Regions from separate parts of the Mus musculus genome. Here region 2 is linked to region 1. A link is a contact called in public HiChIP or PLAC-seq data. All regions are on one chromosome and are shown on one strand. Each heading gives the region's core, a stretch centred on a gene start, on an enhancer-like site or on the middle of the called end of the contact. The rest is flanking DNA. Distances are from core to core; before and after follow the strand shown.

The links. HiChIP or PLAC-seq counts read pairs in DNA pulled down with a chosen protein or histone mark.
Region 2: a CTCF HiChIP or PLAC-seq map of CD8 T cells shows a contact between it and region 1, with 5 read pairs. The contact joins two enhancer-like sites. A contact is called at or near these places in 1 of 15 datasets of contacts at CTCF or cohesin (CD8 T cells), 1 of 115 datasets of contacts at active chromatin or transcription factors (embryonic stem cells) and 2 of 9 other capture datasets (adipose tissue and pancreatic islet).

Annotation. Positions count from the first base shown.
Region 1 is chr1:60,073,473-60,078,783 of GRCm38.p6, forward strand. It overlaps Wdr12 (WD repeat domain 12), which reads right to left. Exons shown (of 13, transcript NM_021312.5): 13 at 3,396-4,769. The coding sequence ends at 4,692. Among named protein-coding and RNA genes, the nearest start is that of Wdr12, 22 kb to the right of the region's middle. Within about 2 kb of position 2,334, at least 30 of the 459 cell types and tissues checked have an H3K27ac peak or open chromatin away from gene starts, as enhancers often do. A contact at or near this core is called in CD8 T cells, where this site is marked.
Region 2 is chr1:60,156,783-60,162,093 of GRCm38.p6, forward strand. No RefSeq gene overlaps it. Among named protein-coding and RNA genes, the nearest start is that of Nbeal1, 21 kb to the right of the region's middle. Within about 2 kb of position 2,134, at least 52 of the 459 cell types and tissues checked have an H3K27ac peak or open chromatin away from gene starts, as enhancers often do. A contact at or near this core is called in CD8 T cells, where this site is marked.

The DNA.
Region 1 (5,311 bases), core at 1,084-3,583:
GGCATGTTACAGAAAGAGGCACAATGTTTTCAAGTACTACAGTACCTGTGTCACAGATCACTAGGAAGCAGTGTCATGAGTGTAGAAATGTCTCTTGGCAAACCATGCTGAACTCCTGATGAAGCTTCTGGGCAGTAACCAGGATTTCCTCAGGATATTCCTATTTATAAAATGGATTAACACTCTTCAACCGGTAGGGCTGATCAGGGTGTTTAAATGGCTTATACTAGTGCCCTAAGAAATGAGCAAGGCAGAGTTGGGTGTGGTGGTGTGCACATTTGATCCCAGTACTCAGAGGCAGAGGCAGAGGAGGCAGAGGAAGGTAGGTATCTGTGAGTTCAAGGTCAGCCAGGTCTATACAGCCAGGGCTACAGAGAGAAACAGTCTGGGAAAAAAAAAAAAAAACAACCAACCAACCAAACTAACAACACCAACAAACCCAACCACCTCAAAACCAAAACAAACAAACAAGCCAAACCAAAACCCCAAACAAAACAGTAACAAAAACACCACCAAAAAACAACCAAAAAGTAAGGCAGCATGGCTTAAAAAAAACAAAAACAAAACCAACCAAAACGCCTTTACACACACACACACACACACACACACACACACACACACACACACACACGTACTGTTTTCAGACACCCCAGAAGAAGGTATCAGATCTCATTACAGATGGTTGTGAGACACCATGTGGTTGCTGGGATTTGAATTCAGGACTGTCAGAAGAGCAGTCCAAACACTCTTAAGCGCTGAGCCATCTCTCCAGCCCCCAAAACTCATTTTTAGAAAATAAAGGATTTAACACTTTTAAAATGTTTACATGAGATTGAATTAAGAATATACAATTGCTACTTTTCCATGAACATAAAACTTTTATACTATTAAAAATGTTATCCTTTCTCATAGGTTCTTACAACTGAAAAGAAGGTAAGATGACTTGGGATGTGGGGCTCCACAAATGAGATCCAAGCTGGTGGTAGGATTTTTTCCTTAAGGCAAGGTCTCATTATGTAGCTCTGGCTGGCCTGGAAGGCACTCTGTAGGCCAGAGTGGCCCTCAAGCTCAGAGATAGACCTTTCTTGGACTCCTGAGTGCTGGAGTAAAGGCCTTGGACACCATGCCCATTGTGATCTTTCCTTCTTTAAAGATTTATTTTTTTTTAAAGATTTATTTATTTATTATATGTAAGTACACTGTAGCTGTCTTCAGACACTCCAGAAGAGGGTGTCAGATCTCGTTACGGATGGTTGTGAGCCACCATGTGGTTGCTGGGATTTGAACTTCGGACCTTCGGAAGAGCAGTCGGGTGCTCTTACCCACTGAGCCATCTCACCAGCCCTAAAGATTTATTTTAAATGATTGTTTTGCCTGTGTTTATGTGTATGCATCGGATCACCAGATCACCTGGAAGTACAGTTAATGATTCTGAGTCCCAAATTAAATATTTCATAAGTTGCTTTTGTTGTAGGATCTTATCATAGCACAAAACCAAAACAAACACCAAGACACAGGGTTAATTGTATAATTATGTGCACATCTGTTGGGAGCCGACTCTTAGCAGAAAGCTGCTATCATCTCTGCAGCCATCTCGGGCAATTTACTTACATGTGGTACTTTTCCACTGTGATGAGAGACTTGTTTTCCTAGCATGTTTTTGCAAGCCTACCACAGCTGTACACACTCTGATAACATCTTGTTTTTCTCCTATACATCCTGGACCTGTGGTTAAGTGTCTCCAGCTGCACATATCACTACCCAGTGAGTGCATATATTACCCATAGTTGCCTTTCAATAAATGAGACAGGAGACTTGAACCTTGAGCAGATAGCCTGTGTTGTCTCCATTCTTCAAGTCCCTTGCTCCTCAGTCCCCACTCTTTCTCTTGCAGACCCTATTGACTGACCCACGGACTGGGTCACACATCATATTAAACAGTCATTCTTTCCCTAGAGCCTGGAAGGCATAGATATATGGCTATGCATAGTTGTTAAGTTCCAAATGGAATTCTAAGAGGGTATTTTCTGTATTCTACATAAAATATAAATTTTAAATGCCTTGCTTCCACTGGGTCTTCTCCAGGTAAAGCAAGGTTTTCTTTTCGTATTTTCCACGATAAAATATTATTGCTTCTAGGAATCTAAAGGTGGCTTCAGAGGAAGTAAAATTTCCTGGTGTATGAAGTATTATGTACACTTATGTTCTAACGGTATTCAAGCTATTTAGATTTTTCTGTGCCTCTCCCTCAGTTGGAAACAACCTGCCCCCTCTTTCACCTGTCCAAATGTGGTTCAGCTGCCTCTCAACATGAGATCCTTGACAGCTGACTTCCTTCCCACCGCTGTTTACAGCCTTTTTACTACCTCGTCTTCCTTTCTCTGCACTGGGACACCAGTGAGGCTAACTTCTAATGTCTGCCTCTCACTTTGTGCCTTTTCCCTAACAACATTCTGGAGTTGAATAATTCAGTTTTTCCCTTTAATTGACTTAATTAGGTATATTCAGCCTAAATTTGTGTGTGTGAGCACACCTATTTAACACAAGGCCTCAAACATGTTAACTAATGATATCTATCACTAAGTTATCCTCCACTGCCTAAGCCTAATTTTAAATTGAGGAGTTTTATTATAAACACTAATAACAGATATTGGTTAGGTAGGAGATCCAGTCTCGATGTATTACAGACTCCATTCCTATGAGACAGCATAAATAATCCCTATACTCCAATTTATCCCAGCGATAGGTGAGCAGGTCCAGGTGAACCTCAGAAACAAACTTGTAAAGCCTGTTTCTGCTAGAAGGAAAGGGACCATGGAGAGGAAGACAACGCTTGAAGAAAAAGAAAAGCATGTTAAAAGATGGCTAGATCCTTTAGTCTTGTGTTGGCCTCTTACTTTCCTGGTTAGGGACTAAGTTCTAAGCACTTAAATAGCCCGAAGGAGAAAAGTTTGGCAGATTAAGAGGCTTAGATACAATCCTCGTCAATGATACCTGGCCCCTGGCTTTTCGGGCTTCCCTGTTGAAATGGCCTGAACAGAAATAAGGTTGCCATGGAACCAGGATTGAGATTAAGACTAGGTAAAGGGCCAGTTTCAGATGCCACACCCTTTCTTCCATTTGTCTTTGATACATGGGCCTCCTCACCTTTGTTCTTCGGAATGCTTGAATGCCGTATGCGTACCATTTGTGTCTGGTGCCCAGGAGGCCAAATGTCTGAATCCCAGGAAATGGAGTTTCAGACGGCTGTGAGCTGCCAAATGGATGCAGGAAATGGAATCCAGGTCCTTTGCAGGAGCAGCAAGTGCTCTGAACTGCTGAGCTGCCCCTCCAACCCAGCCTTTTTACCTTAATCTTACTCATTACGTACTGCATTATCAGCCTAGACAGTTAAGTCAGGAAAGACTATTTTTTTTTTTTATTGCGTTTGAGTCAGGGTCTCTCTGTTTATCCCTGGCTGTCCTGAAACTCACCAGGCTATCCTTGAACCCACAGACATCCACCTGCTTCCCAGGTGCTGGCATTAAAGATGTGAACCATCACTGCCCTGCTGCTCAATGAATGGACAAATTAACATCTACATTGTTTTAATGCTCTGAACACTCAACAGTCTTATTTTCTTATACACACTACCTTTTAGTGTGTGGTGTTTTGTTGTTGTTGTTTTTTACTATTTGCTTTTAATGTTAGATGACTGTTTTCCCCATACTTTTATAAACTTCTTTTTTCTTTAAATTTATTTACAGGTTAGTTGTATGCATGCCACAGTATGTGTGCATGTGTGTGGGGAAAAGGACAGCTTGCAGGAGTTCAGACCTGAGAACTGAACTCACGCTATCAGAATTGGCAGCAAGCATCTTTAGTCACTGAGCCATTTTGATGACCCTCCTATAAGTTTTCATTTTCTTTATTTGAGACCGAGTCTCATCCTGCTCCTGACTTGAACTAGTTATGAAGCCAATCCTACTCAAGTCCCAAGCCTTTTGCTTCTACTTCTTAAATGCTAGGGTTATAAGTGTGTGCTATGATGCCTGGCTCCTATAGCATTATTAGTCTTTTCTAGATGTTTCTCTTCAAATAGCTAACTAAAAAGTCAAACTAAAACAAAACAAAAAGACAAAAAAAAACAAATTTACTACATTTGTACTATATCCCTTTAAAAAGTATACTTTCTGAAATTCAAGTTTTAGGAGTCTACATAGGGTAAAATGTAGACAGAATTCAGACCACATACTTACTGTATTTTATAAGCACGAAGGACAAAGACAGTAAAATGTTGCTATTATGAAAGATGAACTGTTATCCAAATTTTAAAAGGCTGCTTCCTGTCTCTGCATTGACAATGATATCAGAGGATTATCCATTGATTTCTTTCTTATGGAGACAGAGACTCAGGGAACCATGGCTGGCTGCCTTTAAGCTCACTATACAGCAGAGGGTGACCTTGAATTTCTGATGCTCTTGCTTCCAACCTCTAGGACTGGGATTACAGGAATGTGCTACCATGCCCATTTTTCTTTGGGCAGTGCTGGAGATAGCATGCAGGGCTGTGCACATTTTAGGCAAGCATTCTACCAGCTGAGCTGTACTATAAGTCCTCTCTCAAATTTGATTCAGTTTATGAAATAACAGTGAGACACTAAGAATTAAGACAAGACCCAACAAGGAAGTCTCTTCTCAGCCATTCATTTTCAAGCCCCCACATGGGAAGTGGTAGGGGAATAGCTGTAGGAATACAATTTATTGTCTGCTCCTCCACTCAGAAGTAGCTGTGAGAAAAGAAACAAGAAAGTAAATATAAATATACAGTAGTCAGATACGATTAAACATGACTGAGTTTTTGTTTTGTTTTGTTTTTGAAGACAGTTTCTCTTTGTAGCCTTCATTGTTCTGGAACTCACTCTGTAGACTGGGCTGGCTTCATGCTCTGAGATCTGTCATCCTCTGCTTCCCTAGTGCTCGGATTAAAGGCTTGCACAACCACGCCTGTCGAGACCTTCTTCACAGGAACATGTATATCCTATATACAGACCATTCCTGGCTTCTTTCCCTACTTTCACATATATATATATATGTGTGTGTGTGTGTGTGTGTGTGTATAAATAAATGACTTTATGTATGTATGTAAAACGGCCCAGCTTGAAACAGTATTTAAGGGGACAATTAGAACAAAACTTCTCAATTATATAAGCTGAACATCCTCTGTCTAAAATTATTCAGTATAGGTTGGAAATGTAGCTCACAGGTAGAGCTGAGCCCAGGTGAGCTGTAGCTCACAAGCTGAGCACAAGTGAGGCTCTTGGCCAACAGG
Region 2 (5,311 bases), core at 884-3,383, 83 kb after region 1:
CTCCCGAATATTAAAGATCAAGCACATCCTGTGCCCTTGGGGCAACCAACCCTGGTTACAGACGTGAGAGCATCTGGCTTGCTATCTTACATGAACAACAGCCCCCAGCATTGTAGGACGTTAACTGCTCTTGAGAAGGTGAGGTTTACGGGTTTATCTGTGCTTGGGCAAGTGGGGCTTACAAGTTAGAGGCATCTTTGGTTTTTGGTTTTTGGTTTTTGGTTTTGGTTTTCGAGGCAGGGTTTCTCTGTGTAGCCTTGGCTGTCCTGGAACTCACTCTGTAGACCAGGCTGGCCTCAAACTCAGAAATCTGCCTGCCTCTGCCTCCCAAGTCCTGGGATTAAAAGCATTTGCCACCACTGCCCAGCATTTTATGGATCTCTTAAACACAGTAATTACAATTTAAAACATAACCTTAGCCCCAAATGAAACTACTGAACCAGACTGTTCCATAGCAGATAGAATAATTTGTTGGGACCAAACTGCCAAGGCCATTTCCGGTGGGTGGAGAGTTGGGGGCTGGGCAGAAAGAGCAGAATAGTGGCAAAGCAAGTAGATTTTATGACAGTTAGCAGGGTGGGGCTCTGACTGGATTTGGGCTGTCCAGATTGACTTGGGAACTAGTGCTCTTGCCTAAGGTAGTTGACCCTTATGAGCTGGTTAAGGAAGGTTCCTGGAGGATTAGGGAAACTTTCTATTGAACAGAAAGCACTTTAAGAGATCTGCTTTAAACCTTTGGCTTGTCACCAGCACTGCCCTCCTGGACCTGACACTTAGGTTTCCCATTCCACTCTGCAAACATATCATACCAGTTTACACGCTCATTACCTTGCATGTGACAAATCCGATCTTGTTTTCTAAACAGTACTAGCAGACTTTGTTTTATAAAAGTAGTAAGTACATAATGGTTTCCATGTATGAGTTTTCCAAGAAGACATTAAAAAAGAAAGAAAGAAAGAAAGAAAGAAAGAAAGAAAGAAAGAAAGAAAGAAAGAAAGAAAGGGAAAGGAAAGGAAAGGAAAGGAAAGGAAAGGAAAGGAAAGGAAAGGAAAGGAAAGGAAAGGAAAGGAAAGGAAAGAAAAGAAAAGAAAAGAAAAGAAAAGAAAAGAAAAGACAAGACAAGACAAGACAAGACAAGACAAGACAAGACTCTTGCCACTTGATTGGGGTGGTGGTGCTAACATACAAAACAATCCAAACAAGTCCAACTTATCAAGTCAGTTTGTTCCTTTCAGAGAGTGGCAGCTTCACTTGCTGAAGCTTCTGAGGTTGCCCTCCCTTTTCACTTACCAAGCTCTAAGGTTACTCAGCAGTGTATCAGTAAAGCTTCTCTAAAGGAACAAACAATTGAATGTGCATGTACACACACATCCACACACACACATTTATTAGAATGGTTCAAATAACCCCACGATGGCTATCTCAAGGCAAGATTCCAGTAGTAGTGATGGGTCAGCAGTCCCAATCTCATGCTAGAGACGCAGAGAAGTCCTAGAAAGCTGTTAGTCTTCAGTGTGCACTGGAATCCTGAAGAAGTGCATTCTAACATCTACTATCAGTAGAGGAATTCATAAGCTACAAAATAGATGAACTTTCCTTAAAGAGAAGGCAAGTAGGCAAAATGCAGAAGCTTTCTTTCATGTCATTTCACGTGGGCAGCCACTAGAAGGTGTGGTCCAGATTTAGGGCGAGTCTTCCCACCCCAAATGATCCAGAGTTAGGGCAGATCTTTCATCCTTAAATGATACAGTCAAAAAAATCCCTCTGAGGTCTGCTCAGCTGCTTGGGGTTTGTTTTGGTTTTGGTTTTGGTTTTTTTAATTGGTTCCAGATGTAATAAAGTTGACAACCAAGAGTAACCATCCCAGCACCCAGCAGAGGGCAGAAGCAAACCAGGCCTGAAATAGAATTGCATGTTGGGGATCACGCCATCTTCAACTTAGCAGGAAAAGAATTATTATAGTGCAACCCAATACCCTTTTCTCCCCATCCCCCCACCAGTATCTTTCTTTTCTCACCCATTCCCTCTACTTTCATGTCATGAATGATTTTATGTGCCTATATAGAATCAACAGTATCAAGAGAAAGTGGGCAATATATGTCTTCCTGGAATCTTGAGGGTTTCAGTGAAACACTGTCAGACCACAGGAAGGATGGACGGTTTCCTACTGCTGTGGTTTGAATTAGCTTCATTGTACAGAATCACAGGCTGCTGCTGGCTAACTTTATTTACCTAGAATTTGGAGGGCAACTTTTGGGGGATGTTTTTGTGTATTGTGTATCCAGATGCTGATTTCTGCACCCAAAGATCTGGTTGCAGTCATTATTATGAAGCATATCCTCACTCGGTGTTTTGTAAACCATGGTTCTCCATAACCTTCTGATTGGTTAAAGAAATAGCTGAACAGCCGATAGCTGGGCAGGAGAGGAAAAGACTTCTGGCCCAGGGAAAGTGAGAGAGGGTCTCGGGAAGGGGAACAGGGAAGTCGACATAGGGTAGGGACATAGATGAAGAAGGATGACCCAGGGCAAGACTAAGATGACAGGTAATGGGCCATGTGGCTGGGAAGGTAGGCCAGGTCAGCATAGTCTGGTTAGAATATATGAGTATCTACCTAAAGCTTTTAATAAATGTAAAGATCTCCTTGTCATTATTCAGTAGGCATAGAAAAGCCCATAGTTTTACACAACTATCCATGAACAGTTTTTATTATTATTTGCTAGAGACTGAACCCAGGGCCTTGTTTGTGCTCAACACACACTTTTACCACTGGGGTATATCCTTTGCCCCTCTTAATCTTTGTTTTTGTTTCTTTGGTTTTGGTTTTTCAACAGAGGGTTTCACTGTGTAGTCCTGGCTGTCCTGGAACTCACTCTGTAGACCAGCCTGTCCTCTCAAATTCAGACATCTGTTATCCTTTGCCTCCCTAAGTGCTGGGATTCAAGGCCTGCACCACTGCCACCAAGCCTTGTTTCATTATTTTGGGACAAGGTCATACTATCTATATAGACTTCACTGGCCTGGAGCTCAGTATGACCAGACTACCTTTGAACTCACAGAGATCTGCCTGACTCTCCTGCCTTAGTGCTGGAATTAAATGCAAAAAAACCCTCTTAATCTTAATGTAACTCAAATGACTAGTAACTTTTCCTTCTGTGGTTAGTTTGGAAAATAACTCCCATTTGCCTGTGCCAGAGAAGTAAAACATTGGCATATAATCCAGCAATTCCATTCTTTGTTGTAAGGCAAATGGACTCACATGGATGCCTGCATGGCATCTCTAATCACAGCATTATTCACAATAGCTAAGGAGGGGACATAGCCCAAGTATTCATCAACTGATGAATGGATAAACACGATATGGCATGTACTTAACATGGAATATTTTACACAGACAGAAGAAGGAATTATGGGGCTGGCAAGATGGCTCACCGGGTAAAGTCCTGAGTTCAAATCCCAGCAACCACATGTTGGCTCACAACCACCTGTAATGGGATCTGATGCCCTCTTCTGGTGCATCTGAAGATAGCTACAATGTACTTAATTATAACAATAAATAAATCTTTGGGCCAGAGTGAGCAGGGTTGACCAGAGGGAGTGGGGTTGACTGGAGTGAACGGAGGTCCTAAATTCAATTCCCAACAACCATATGAAGGCTCACAGCTACAGTGTACTCATACATAAAAAATAAATCTTTTTTTTTAAGGAGAGGGAATTACTAAGACATACAATAACATGAATGAACCTTGAAAATTACGCTGAATGAGCTAGGTACAAAATGGCAAATATTATTCCACAAAATGTGTAGCATAAGAAACTTCATAGAGTCAGGCAGTAGTGGCACATGCCTTTAATCCCAGCGCTTGGGAGGCAGTGACTGGCAGATCTCTGTGAGTTCAAGGCCAGCCTGGTCTACAGAGTGAGTCCAGGCTAGCCAAGCCTACACAGAGAAACCCTGCCTTGAAAACAAACAAAACAAATCAAACAAGAAAAAGAAAAACAAAACTTTAAAGAAATGGGCAGTAGGCAGGGCAGGGCTTGGGGAGAGAAAAATGAATTATTACTCAAGTGGTTATCAAGTGTAATGATTTGAATGAGAATAGCCTCCATAGGCTCACATGTTTGTATATTTGGTTCCCAGTTGATGGACTATTTAGGAAGGATTAAGAGGTGTGGCCTTGGGGGCTGGTGAGATGGCTCAGTGGGTAAGAGCACCCGACTGCTCTCCCGAAGGTCAGGAGTTCAAATCCCAGCAACCACATGGTGGCTCATAACCATCTGTAACAAGATCTGACGCCCTCTTCTGGAGTGTCTGAAGACAGCTACAGTGTACTTACATATAATAAGTAAATAAATCTTTAAAAAAAAAAAAAAAAAAAAGAGGTGTGGCCTTATTGAAAAAGGTGTGTCAGTTGGAGTGGGCTTTGAGGTTTCAAAAGCCCCCACCATAGCTCCCCCAACCCCACCCCTGCCTCTGCTGCTAGGATGTAAACTCTGAGCTTCTGCTCCAGAGACATGCCTGCCTTTAATCATGCTTTCTGCCACAATGATCATGGACTAACTCTGAAACTGTAAACAAGCCCCCAATTAAATGTTTTCTTTTGTAAGCTGCTTCACTCATGGTGTCTCATCACAGCAATAGAGTAATAACTAAGACATAAAGTTTCTGTCTGATGAAATACACCGTAGTGATAGTTGTGAACATAGTAAATGCCACTGAATGACATATTGTTTTTGAATGGACATATAGGGTGGGATTATGGCTGCTTTTTCAGAGAGCCAGCTTCAATTTCCAGCACCCATGAGATGACTCACAACTGTCTGGAACTTAGTTCCCAAAGATCTGGTACATTCTTCTGGTCTCCAAAAGTTTCCAGACAGACAAAACTCCCAGACATACCAAATGAGAAAATAACTTTTTAAATGGACATGGTAAAAACTGGCCATAAATAGCAAAGTTTGTTCTATATTTTATCACAATAATAAAACAATCAAAAACTTTATGGTGAAGTTCTGAAGGTATCATCCTGTTGGGGTTGGTCTTGTGCACTGTGTATTCAGATGCTGAGTTCTGTGCCCCAAGATTAGGTTGCACTCTGGACATGGGCACTGTGTTGACCAGTGTGCTGTGAAGAATAATCCCTGATTGAATAGCAAACGCTAAAGCCTGTGACTGGGCAGGAGAGAGAGGAAGGAAGAACTTGAGATCAAGTAGGGAAGTCTCAGGGACCACGAGGAGAAGGAAAAAGATGGGAGCAGGAGGAGGCCACCATGAAGCAGGATGGACCATGAGGATGGACCATGAACTCAT